Linked DNA regions of Mus musculus: regions 2 and 3 are each linked to region 1. A link is a contact called in public ChIA-PET data. All regions are on one chromosome and are shown on one strand. Each heading gives the region's core, a stretch centred on a gene start, on an enhancer-like site or on the middle of the called end of the contact. The rest is flanking DNA. Distances are from core to core; before and after follow the strand shown. Region 1 holds the start of Borcs8 (BLOC-1 related complex subunit 8). Region 2 holds the start of Ssbp4 (single stranded DNA binding protein 4). Region 3 holds the start of Crtc1 (CREB regulated transcription coactivator 1).

Region 1 (4,131 bases), core at 1,153-3,652:
TTTTTTTTTCTTTGGTTTTTCGAGATAGGGTTTCTCTGTGTAGCCCTGGCTGTTCTGGACTCACTTTGTAGACCAGGCTGGCCTCGAACTCAGAAATCTTCCTGCCTCTGCCTCCCAAGTGCTGGGATTAAAGGTGTGTGCCACCACGGCCCGGCTCTTATTCCTTTTCTTATTTACATGTTCTTGGCCTGGTAGCCTAGGCCAAGATCTTAAATGAGAATAAGGGTAAGAAACCATCCCTAGAGATGGGGTCACTAGCATGACCTTATCCCCGGGGAAACCAACGCTTTACTTTCTAAATCATTTACAACACTATTATGATAGAGAAAAACTTTCCCAACTATAAAATTTCATGAGCCTGTGCCCTCTGAAAGAACAAGTTCTCTAAACAACTCAGCTGTCACTCTGCCCACCCCCACCACCCTTTTGAAGACAGGGTTCTCTATGAGGTCTTGGTGGTCCTAGAACTCCGGGGACTACCTGCCTTTGTCTTTTGAGTATTGGGATTAAAGTTATGTGCCAACCATACCTGGCAAATCTTTAAAGAATACACACACACACACACATATGTACACATACATATATATACACATATATATGTATATATTTTGGGGGGGGGTTGAGACAGGGTTTCTCTGTGTAGCCTTGGCTATCCTGGAACTCACTCTGTAGACCAGGCTGGCCTCAAACTCAGAGATCCACCTGCCTCTGCTTCCCAAGTGCTGGAATTAAAGGCGTGCGCCACCACGCCCAGCAGGAATATATATTTTATATATACTTCTACATACATGTACCATATTACACACACACACACACACACACATACACGACAATAAAAATAACCTAGGAGGGTGGAGGGGAAGAGTGATGAAAGCAGAGATGTGGTCTGGAACTTGACAGTCTCCCTCACCAGAGCCCAGAGTGGTTCTCACCCTGCAGTGAGGATGCACTGGCATCTGCTTCAGGATTCACAGCGTCTGGGGTGCAGGGGAACAGGCTGAGGACGACAGTGTCTGAGTTCTCTGGGGACTCATCTCTGGTGTCCTCAGGATCCTCTAGGTCAGGAACAGGAGGTTGCTGGTTTGGGACAAGGTTCTCTGCAACCTGAGTGGGCTCCATGGAGGAAGCTGGAGTGAAGAGATGACAGTAATTAGCCAAATCTCGTGGTCCCCAAGATGGCTCAGTTGGTAAAGGCGCTTGTCACCAAGTCAGATGACCCAATTTTGATTCCAGGAACCCACAGGGTGGAGGGAAAAAACTGACCCTGGTAAATTGTCCTCTGACCTCCACACCAAACCCACAGCACAGCCTGCCCACAAAATAAATGAATAAATGAGTTCTTATCTGGGGCTGGAGCTTGGTTAGGTGGGGCATGATAGTGCACACCTTTAGTCCTAGTACTTGGGAGGCAGAGGCAGGTAGATCCCTTTGAGTTCAAGACTAGCCTAGTCTAAATAGTGAATTCCAGGACAGCCATGGTCTGCATATTGAGCCTTGCTTTATGACGCCGGGAAAACTGTGGCTTTAGATAAATATCATTGTTAATAAATTAACACCAGAAGCCAAGGCAATAAAATGAGGGTTCTGGCAGCAGTCTGGGTTCCAATCACTTACAAGCTATAAAAACCTAGTCTATGACTAAGCTGAGCCTCATTCCCTCGTTAATAAGGTGAAGATGTAAGGCCTCAGAGAGGTCATATCAGAAAACATCATAGAGAGATACTAATGTCAAACTTATCAATGTCCCACTGTGGTTATTTGGGCCGGAATCCCCCAAAATGACTTAGGACTCAACAAAAGATGCGACGTGTAAGATCCACTCACCTCCCTCCAGCCTCCTCTGTGTCCCTACGCTGCCAGCCTTGGTCTTCCAAAACTCAGGAAGCTCTGTTCACAAACTTTTCTGGTTCAGTAGATCTCGTAAAGAGCAAGTTGGTGACCAGACGCTCAGTTCTCTAGCTTCCTCTCCTGGGACATAGAGCAGCAACTTAATACGCGACGACTACTCCTACTGGAAAACTCCTCCACTGCGCCTGCGCACCCTTGCCCTGCAAAAGTACCAAAAAATAAAAAATAAAAACCCGAAGCTGCTTCTAGCGCTTTAAGACTGGAGGGAGGAGCGTGGCTTCCGCTGAGGCCAATGGGTACAGTGGCGCATGCGCACGCTATCCTTCCTAAAGGGCTGAAGGAGCCTTAGACTCGCTGAAGATTTTATTGCGCGTGCGCTTCCCCGCCCCATGCACCGCCCCCTCCTGTCTGCCCCAATCGGATCCACAGACGGTGGGAGGGCGGAGCATTTGCCCCACGGGGCGGAGACACATGGGCGGGACTTGTCAAATTTAAAGAGACCGAATATTATTGTTACTTTGTCCATAACAATTTCCCTGCCCTGGTCCCTGAGAATTATCTGTACGTGTAGCAGGGAGTCCTTGACGAGGCATACTATAACATCAAGAAATCTCTATCCTCCCGACACGCTCGCATAGGACTGCCTCCTTCCGTCTATCTCGTGTCTGAATAGAAGTTACCTCGTAAGAGGAGCCAGCGCACAGGACGCCAGAACCCATACCTGAACGTTTAAACGTCTCAACCTCCCGACTTCCGCTTCCGGTTTCTGGGCTCTGCTGGCTGCCTTCACTATGGAAGAACCTGAGATGCAGCTGAAGGGAAAGAAAGGTGTTGCGGGACCCTAGAGGGGTTGGAGGGGCCTAGAGAGGGCAACGCGGGAAGGTACATGACAAAGAGCCGCCGTAGACCTCCCGGCCTGCGGGGTTCGATGGAAAAGGGAGGCCGGTGTCTCCCGCCGGGAGGTGTTGTGATGTATAATGATCCCGGGCAGGAAAAGGCTCTTTTCTACTTCTGAGATAAGGTCCCGGGATGTAACCCTGGCTATATTGGAACTCGCTGTGTAGACCGGGATGGTCTCAAACCTCTCTGCCTTCTGAGAGTTGGAATTAAAAGCAGAATCCATCCAGGTCCCTGCTCAGTGTAATGTGGTTTTTAGCCTGTGAATACGTAAAGGAGTATGTGGGCTTGGTGGCGCAATACTCTAATCCTCTCTTCTCAAGAGACAAGAAATTGAAGGCCAGTTTGGTCTGCACATTGAAACTCAAATCTCGAGAGAAGAGCTGGGGCTTTAGCTCAGTCGTAAACACTTTGACCAGCGCATTCAAAGCTCTGGGTTTGATCCCCGACACTGCAAAATATATTAAGGACCAGATAAGTAGATTATTTTCTTTAGCTGATGGGAGCCCTGCGTGGTAAGAGGAGTTGGTGTCATCTGCCACCATTAGCCTGGTCAGAGCTTGTCTGATACAGGAAGGAGTGGGGGATGAAGGGGACTGAAGTTGGAAGCAACAGGATCCTTGATGGATGGAGCAGGAAGAATAGAGATTTCCTGACTGGGAAAGCTGTTGGTCAAAGTCTACCCTGGGATGATGGTTTTGGTGCAGTTGACTTGTGGTAGGAACATGAGTTCTGGAGTAAAGGAAACAGGCTTAACAGGAACTTGAATGGATTCTGCAGAGGGCAGCCTTAGCAGGCATGTTTCTGGAACAGGGCCTGTGATATACCTCAGAGCTGTTCCCACACAGCAAGGGACGTGGCCTTCCACATCATTCCTGCCACAGAGTAGAGGCCTCACGAGATTGTGGACTTTAGGCACCTTTGAGTTCTGTGTTCATCCTCTGGGCAGCTGGATATGGTGGTACATGCTTCTCTTCCCTTGGGAGCACTTGGGAGGCAAAGGCAGGCAGAGGAATTGCTGTGAGTTAAGGACAGCTTAGTCAACACAGTGAGTTACAGGGAATCCAGAGCTACTAGATTCTAGTATGATGTTCCATACTGCTCTCCAGTATGCTCCAGTTATAAAGGGGGAGGGAAGCTGTCAGTGGCTTTAGTACCATCCACCAATGTCCTCTGAAAGTGGGTCTGGGGAGAGAAGATTGTGAGTTCATGTGTTTGCTGATGCCCCCTTGAGTTAGGCCTTGCTGTCTAGAGACCATCCCTGGACCTGCAGATGACAGTTAAAGTGGTGCACCCTGGCGGCTCCTCTCTAACTCCTGTTGGGCTCAGAGATTGAACAATCAGGAGTGTAATGTGGGTGGGCCTTAGCTGGCAGAGTGTTGCCTG
Region 2 (4,131 bases), core at 706-3,205, 470 kb after region 1:
AGTGCACACTCAGGCCTCCAGTCCGTCCCAGGTCCCTGACTTTGGCCTCAGCTGTTCCAGGTGATTAGCCTCCTTCCAGTTCTGTTGTGCCACCCAGGTACACTGTTCCTCAGACAAGGAGCTGGGCTAAGCCTCATGTATGCCCTTCCAAAAACATAAGCCTCCTTGCAGCCCACACTCAGCCTCAGGACTTCTGCCAATCGGTGGCCCTGCCTGCTCCTACCACAGGGCCTTTGCACATACGGAGCCTATGGCCCACCCCACCCCCACTTCACTTTTCCCTAACAGCCTACCTTGAGGTTCCTGCGTGCTGTGTGGAATGACTAGATCCCCACTTCCTGGATGTGAGCTTCCTCTCACACAATCATCAACACCCACCCCCACCCTCACCCCCAAACTTAGCACAGGTCTGTGAACCATTCCCTAGAATGGGGACTTGCCAGGTATCAGGGAATCAGTCAGTCCCTGCTTCCCACATGGCCAGCAGCCCCATGCCAGGAAGGGTCACTGAGTTTACTGACCATAAATGAGTCCTAACTGCAGGCTCTCAGGGAGCCAGCCTTGCATGGCAGCCCAGTGACCCAGACTTCTCTGTGCCAGGTGATCTGTCCCCTACCCAGGGCTGCACTGGGCAACTCAGCCTCTAGGCAAGCTGCCCCCTCAGGCCCTGCTACAATCCAGGCCTCCACACTCACACCTCAAAGGTGAGTGCTGGGCTCCCAGCACACTTCAAACGTTCCCGCTTCACCTACTTCTCCACACAGGCACCTCGGAAAGGAAGGCCAGCCCAGGCGTGTCCTCACTGGAAGCTAGAGCACAGCCTGTCCACCTGGGCAGCGCACCCTGTATCTTCAATGTGGGGCGTCTAGAGCCAGACCCATTCTGGCTCACCTGGGACTCCGGGAGGTGTCCCGGGACCGCCATGGTCAGGCTCTGCACCTCTCTAGGCTTTGAATCCGCACCTTTGCCTACAAGCGACAGTGGAGTCCAACTTCCACGCAAACCTCCAAAACCCCAACACCCCGCAGGGCATTAGGGTCCGACCCAACCTCTTCAAATTTGCAGCCACAATGAACCCACGTGTCCTGTTTCAAATCTCCAGCTTGGATACTTGGGACTCTGCGGCCCTAAGACCTGAAGCTGTCCTCCAGTGCCATGGTCTCACAGCCAACCCCGAAAGCTCACACCTGTCAGGTTTGTGTGACCCCAGAACTCCCGAGGCCTTACAACCCTCAGATGCTGTGCCTGCCCTGGGCATCCTGTGACCGCTCAAGTCCTAACTCCTGATCTCCCATACACCACCGACTCCCTAGTGAGCCCCTGATCCTGCACCCGATGAACCGCCACGTGACCCCAGCAACCCCTTGGCTCTTGTTTGACCCATTGATTTCCTGTCCCCTCAGGTATTCTGAGACCCCAAGCCCCCTTGGAGCTCTCAAGCTCATGCCCATGCCCTCTATCTCATGTGACCCCCCCACCAAGACCCTGGAACTCGAGTACCTCAATATATTCTGTCCTTTGTGTATTCTGTGACCCCAAAGGACCCTCAGGTCTCGCACACCCACAATCACACACCCTTCTGGTCTCGCGTGACCCCATGAGCCCCTTGATCTCGTGTGTACCCCTGAAATCCCGCACCATTTTGATCTCCAGTCACTCCCCGATCTCCTCGGGATCTCCTGTGTCCCCCCTGAAATCCCGCACCATTCTGGTCTCGCGTGACCCCATGGTCCCCGGTCCCGCGTGGCCCCGCACCGCGCACTCACTTCTCGCGCGCCTGCCCGTCCGAGGGCGCGCAGCCCTTGCTCGCCTTGCCGTACATGCTCCGCACCTGTCAGGCGCGCGTGGCCATCGCTGCCCGCGCCCCGATCCCCGCGGCCATGTCCGCGCGGGAGCTCCGGCCGCGGGTGGGTTCTCGCCGCGCTGCCCTCCCCGGGCTGTTCCGGGAAGCGCGCCACCGCCACCGCGCGCTCCCGCCGCTCTTAAAGTGGCAACGGCGGGAGCGCGGGTGGGCCCCCCCCCCGCGCGCGCGCTGGGAGCGCGCACGCGCAGAGCCCGCGGGGGCGGCACTGCCCACCAATAGGCTGCGCACCAATAAGTACAGACTTCAATACCTCCCCCCAAAGATATTCAAGCCCGGGACGCGCTCCAGCAGTTGCTATTTGTGCAATTGGGAAGCTGAGGCAGGGGGATGGCCGCGAGCTCCAAGCATACCTCGGCTGCGGAGCAAGACTCCCAGTTGTACAGATCTGGGGGTGGGGGTGGGGTGCTGTGGATATCTCCGTTTCGACTCAGGAACTGCACTAGGCTCTTGGGCTCACAGGATATGCGCCCATGACATTCTACTCCCAGGACACTCTCTGCGAGCCAATACAGCGCTGCGGGCTGTGAGGGGCCCTTTTGAGAGAGTTTCATATAGGCCAGGCTTGTCTCAAACACATAAAACAGATAACCCTGAAATTCTAATCCTCCTGCCTCAGCCTCCCTAGCGTTTGCACGACAGGCGTGTGCCACTTAGCCTGGTCTGTGTGCTGTGCACAGAGCCCGGTTTTTTTTTTTTTGTTTTTTTTTTTATGCATGCCAGCGTTGTAAGGACTGAACCCCAGACCAAGCACGTTTTGTTTGTTTTTCTGAAAGTGTTTCTTAACGCGGTAGACAGAGGCAGGAGGATCTCTGTGAATTCGAGGCCAGCCTGGTCTATATGGCGAGTTCCAGGACAGCAGCCAATACATAGTGAGACCCTGTCTCAAAGTCGGAGTAAAAACGGTGTCTCCTGTAGCCCAGGCTGACCTCCAGCTCTCTACTTCACTAAGGCTCCTTGAACAGGTGGTCCTCCTGCCTCCACCTCTGGGTGCACGCTGGGAATGAGAGCATGCTTCTTTCCCCCACTCCAGCGCAGACGCACGTGTATAACACGCGGCCCCGTGAGAGCACGAGGGGTCGTGGCGCATGGGCGTCGGGAAGCATCCAGGCTAAGGCTTGCTATCGCTGCAAGTGTCCCCGGTTGGACACGACGGGTTTAGTGGGGACTTGCTGGAGATTGCGCACAGGTGGGTCGTCAGCACCCGGTGGCGCAGTCATGAGCTCAGGTTTCCTGTGTGAGTGTGACAGCATGCAGGTCACCACGGCGCTAAGTCTCGCGTGGTGTCCCTGGTGCAGGCAGATCCCCTAGCCCGGGCCTCCCCGCCCCCACCCTAGTGGGCGGGCGGGAAGCCGAGCCGCCGTGGTTCCAGGCGCTCAGGAAAGGCTGCCGGGGCGCGCCCCGCCTCCTCCCCCAGGGCTCAGCTGGGCCGACGCCGGCCTTTCCCATTTCCTGCTTGGCCCGCCACCCCCTCCCCCAGCTTCCTCTCCCCGCCGCGGGGCTGGCGACTGCTGGGTGCCAGGAAGGCCGTCGGTGCGCCTGGGCCACCGCGCACTACAGCTCTTTGCAGGCCCTGTTCTCAGCGAGACACAGAGAGGTTGCGAGTGCAGCCGGGAGGCACAGCACGCAGCTCCGAGTTTCCTTCCACCCTCAATTGTGTCCCCAAGGTCTGGAGATGCCCAGGACGCAAGGTTTCCCCTCTCTCAGCCACAAATTTTTGATTCAGTGTCTTCACCCACCCCAACCCCCGGAACTATTTATTGAGCGCCTGCTGTCTACCGGGCCCTGGGGACCCAGCGGGGACACTTTGCTACGACTCCTGGAGAAAAGAGTCAGCTGGGGAAAGCAGGAGACAGAGCCGGACAAAGGGAGGGAGGGCCGGCGGCAGCGAGGACGGTGGGAGTCCCGGAGGAGAGTGGAGGCGGACGCTGGGAGGAGGAAAGAACGGGGGGGGGGGGGCGCCCGCAGCCCTTGAAGGCTGCTTGGGGGAGGCTCTGCGGGCGGGAGCAACTGCGCCGTCGTCATGGCAACCGAGGCGCTCCCAAACACAGCTAGGAAAGTCCGGGGAGTGGAGCTTGCAGGACACACACACCCAGTTTGGGCATAGACGGGGGCCCGCCCACGTGAGGGAGAGGAAGTGAGAGGGCTGACACTGCAGGAGTGGAAGGAGTGAGTGAACGTTCAAACCAGTTCCAGCCCTGGGACACACGCACGGTTAAAGTGCTGGAGACGGCAGCTCGCGAGTGGGAGAGCTTTATTTCAAGAGCCAC
Region 3 (4,131 bases), core at 953-3,452, 300 kb after region 1:
TGGGTTTGGCAGAAAGCACCTTTATCCAGCGTTTATCATCTACCTTTATCACCAACCTGCCTCGTTCTTAATAAGAAATGGGGCATGGGCAAATGCTACATGGATGGTTTGAGCATGGAGACCAACTCCACTAAGACAGAGAGGGCTGTGATCCCAGAACAGCCGTAAGCATAGGGAGGGGATGTGGCTAGGCTGCCTGAGGGGCCAATCTCCTCTAGGGCAATGAAACAGTTCTGGAAGAGGGTGGTATAGGTTATATGATTCAAAGAAGCTGGTGAGCGCCACTGGTCACACACACAGACCTTCCTTCTCAACTACATTCCAATCAGGCTGTTCCATCCTTGCAGAACCTCTAAGGGCTCAGGAAGTGCAGGCAGGAGCATCCAAAGGCATCCTCAGCTCCTCAGTGAGATCAAGGCTCATCTGTGCTACACGAGGCCTTGCCTCAGTCACCTCCTCCACATCATTCACTCTCAATCCCAGGAAGAAACCAGATGTCCATCAAAACGTCAACTATGAAACTCTTTGTTCTGGTTACACTGCAAACATTTGACACCAACTGTATGCAGACACCTACTATGTGCTAGAAACAAGAAGCAAACTCAACTGCCCTGTAAGTAACACAGGGATGGTAACACTTTTTGTTTGTTTTGGTTTGGCTTTTGGAGACAGGATTTCTCTGTGTAGCTCCTGCTGCCCTGGAACTCACTCTGTAGACCAGGCTGGCCTTGGACTCAGAGATCATCCTGCCTCTGCCTCCCGAGTGCTGGGATTAGTTGTGCACCACCATCTCCACCCGGCAGATGATACACTGTTTATTTGTTCATTCATTGCCCTTTCTCAATGCCTTTCTCAATACACTGAGGGAGAACATGCCCCCCTTCACCCCCCTCCCCCGCCCCGAGGGCTTTGGGGACAGAGTCTGATTGAAAGTGAGAAAACCACCACATTCAATCACTCACTTTCGCCTACGATGCCACAATCTTGGAGAAACAAGCAACTGACTATAAGATTACCTGACCCAAAGGTGCCCACTGATGAATCCAAGCCTCATGTAAGTACCCCTGGCAGGTCACATGGGACTCAGAACCCAGGTCTGAGGGTGTGCAGAACATGCCACACACCAGCATCACCTCCTTCACCCTTGAGGAAAGTCTGATGACACACACTTGACATGGAAGGATAAGGCTCCGCATCCACTCCACTTGGCCAAGAACCTAGCAAGGCCAGCTATGCCTGTCAAATGGCCCAGCCACCCAGTCTGTTGGCAGCTGTTCCCTGTCATGCATGGGAACCAAGCAGCCACCTCTATGCTGACTCCAAACATGGAGGAGGGATATCCTCAGCTATCCAGGAGGGATAACATCTCCTTCACGGCAGAAGTAGGAGTACCAAGGAAGGCACAGGTGACAATGATACAGTATCACCTCCTCCTCAGGTGCCAATGGAGTGACAACTGTGCCCTCAAATAACGATGAAAGGACCCCTTTCCTTTAGGTAACAATGAAGGGTGACAACCGTCCACTCAGGTAGCATTAATGGAGACCTGTCCACTCAAGTAGCATAAAGGGTGACAACTATCCCCTCAAGGTAGCAACAATGGGGCCACTTATCCACACAGATAACACTAAGGGAACAACTCTCCCTGAAGGTAGCAAAGATGGTGGCACCTATCCCACCAGGTAGCAATGAAGGGTGACACCTGCCCCACCAGGTAGCAATGAAGGGTGACACCTGCCCCCTCAGGTAGCAATGATGGAGTCGTAGGTCCTACGAGGTAGCAATGATGCAGTCCCTGTACCATCAGGTAGCAATCAGGGGGGTGACACGTGTCCATTCTGATAGCTATGATGATGGCACATGTCCCCTCAGACAACAATAATAGATGACACCAGTCCACTCAGGTAGCTGCGATGGGACCACCTGTCAAGTCCAAAGAGCAATCTCGCGAGCAGCCGCTCAGCGCTGTGGCGGCGTGGGGACACCTGCGGCGGCCGCAGCCCCGCCCCCGCGTCTCTTCCTCCTCCCCTCCCTCCTCCCCTCCCCTCCCCCGCGCTCTCACCCGCGCGGCCCGCGTCAGGCTCAGGTCCTTCATGACCTCCTCGAAGGCCGCCGTCTCCTCCGCCTGCTTCTGGTTGTGCAGTGCGATCTTCTCGCTAAATTTCCGCGGATTGTTCGAAGTCGCCATCTTCTCGCCGCCTCCTCCTACTCCTACTCCTCCTCCACCTCCTGGCCCCCCCCACTCTCGGGAGCCACCGCGCAGGCGCCGGCCGGGCCCACGGCCGGAGAGAACGCGCAGGCGCAAGCACGGCCCAGAGCGTGGCGCCGGCGCGCGGGAGAGGCGTGTGGCGTTGGGGTGAACACGCCTGCGCGTGCCTGGGCAACGCGTCGGGAGCCTGGGAGGGGCGTGCCTACGCAGGCGCACTGCAGTGCGCGTGGTTCGCTGGACAGCGGTCCGGGTCCTGTCCCATCAGCGAGGGACTTGAGTGGCAGAGGACACGGCAGAACTGATGCCTGCATTCACTGGACTCCAGCATTCGCTGAGGACTTGTTGGCGCGCCTGCTGTATTCCAGGGCACAGGCATGAACAGAGTGGGCCCTGGGCTACACAGCCGGGGAAGGGAGCAGACTTCCTACCAGGAATTGAGCAGGGGTCCCAAAGTACAGTTCCTGGGCAGAGCCTGACTTGGCACACAGAAGCCGGGGTTCGGTCCCCAGCAATACACACACACACACACACACACACACACACACACACACACACACACACCACACTTATAATAAAGTTTCAAATGGGAGAAATGTGCTGCGCCTTCTAAGAAAAAAGACAGTACTGGCCATGATGGTACGACCAGCTGGAGCCAAGGGGATGGGGAATTCAAGCCACCCTTACCTGTAGAGTGAGTTCAAACCAGCCTGTGACACAGGACACGGAGAAAAAAAGACAAATGGGGGGGGGCTCTCTGGAAAGATGGAAAGATTGCTCAGAGACTAAGGGCACCTGCTGTCCTCGAGAAAGACCTGACTTTGTGATCCCATGGAATAGCTCATATGCCCTTGCAACTAAGGTTCTAGAAATCCAACGCCCTCTTCTGGCCTTGGCAAGAAGTTAAATATACACATAGCATGTGCACACACACACACACACACACACACACACACACACAGAGATACATAGATAAATGTTTTAAATTTAAAAATATTGCCAGGCAGTGGTGGCACACACCTTTAATCCCAGTATTCAGGAGGCAGAGGCAGGCAGACTTCTGAGTTCCAGGCCAGCCTAGTCTACAGAGTGAGTTCCAGGACAGCCAGGACTACAGAGAAACCCTGTCTTGAAAAAAAAGAAAGAAAGAAAAATTAGAGAGCTAAGGTCAGGCATAGTGGCACGTGCCTTTAATCCCAGCAGAGGCAGGCAGTTCTCTTTGAGTTCAAGGCCAGCCTGGTCTACAAAGCGATTACCCAGTCAGGGCTACACAGAGAAACCCTGCCTCAGAAAAAAAAAAAAGAAAAGAAAAGCAAGCAATAAATAAATAAAAACAAATAGAGCTAGAGAGAAGGCTCCGTTATGCTAGCATTTGCTGTACAGGCACACACATTAAAGTTTGGCGTGGCCATTGAGTGCTGCAGATAGGGGACTGGCCAATCACTCTACTGAAAGGGGAGCCTCACGTTCCATTCAGTGGGATGCTCTGCTTCACATGAAGAAGTAGAAGGGATCAGAAAAAGGCACACATGTCTGTGGCACACATGCACACACACACACATGCTGTGCTGAAGGAGACTGTATGAAACCCAGACCACACAGAGGAAAACAGAGCCTCAAGGTGGTAAGACTTTGAACTGTGTGAAGCTGGAGACACAGGCCTTTCCGCTACTGGGGCCATTGTGTCCTTCCAAATTTACTTAGGTCCATCTTTCCTACCTGGCAATGCCTGAGACCACCATCTCTGCCAGGAAGAGGGGAGATGGGACACACTTCTGTCTACCAGCTAGTTCTCACTATTGTCCTGAGAGGTCAAAGGCACAGACAAAGCCTACAGCTGCCTGGAAGGGGGACCCCTGGCTATAATTGGGCTCTGACTGTGATCCTGGCTGTCTCCCATGGCTTTAGAAGGCTTTAGTGAAATT

Evidence for each region. ChIA-PET counts read pairs in DNA pulled down with a chosen protein or histone mark.
Region 2: an RNA polymerase II ChIA-PET map of memory CD8 T cells shows a contact between it and region 1, with 32 read pairs. The contact joins the promoter of Ssbp4 here to the promoter of Borcs8 in region 1. A contact is called at or near these places in 1 of 39 promoter capture datasets (liver), 2 of 484 Hi-C or Micro-C datasets (B cells and embryonic stem cells) and 3 of 115 datasets of contacts at active chromatin or transcription factors (embryonic stem cells and memory CD8 T cells).
Region 3: an RNA polymerase II ChIA-PET map of memory CD8 T cells shows a contact between it and region 1, with 6 read pairs. The contact joins the promoter of Crtc1 here to the promoter of Borcs8 in region 1. A contact is called at or near these places in 2 of 115 datasets of contacts at active chromatin or transcription factors (Th17 cells and memory CD8 T cells) and 1 of 9 other capture datasets (liver).

Annotation. Positions count from the first base shown.
Region 1 is chr8:70,137,097-70,141,227 of GRCm38.p6, forward strand. Borcs8 (BLOC-1 related complex subunit 8) reads left to right here and starts at 2,403. Exons shown (of 6, transcript NM_001145552.2): 1 at 2,403-2,676. The coding sequence starts at 2,640. Rfxank (regulatory factor X-associated ankyrin-containing protein) reads right to left here and starts at 2,101. Exons shown (of 9, transcript NM_011266.2): 1 at 1,825-2,101; 2 at 933-1,127. The coding sequence starts at 1,119. It overlaps Gm45929 (predicted gene, 45929), which reads left to right and starts at 2,403. Exons shown (of 9, transcript NM_001310055.1): 1 at 2,403-2,676.
Region 2 is chr8:70,606,359-70,610,489 of GRCm38.p6, forward strand. Ssbp4 (single stranded DNA binding protein 4) reads right to left here and starts at 1,956. Exons shown (of 18, transcript NM_001372473.1): 1 at 1,767-1,956. The coding sequence starts at 1,822.
Region 3 is chr8:70,437,371-70,441,501 of GRCm38.p6, forward strand. Crtc1 (CREB regulated transcription coactivator 1) reads right to left here and starts at 2,203. Exons shown (of 14, transcript NM_001004062.2): 1 at 2,063-2,203. The coding sequence starts at 2,188.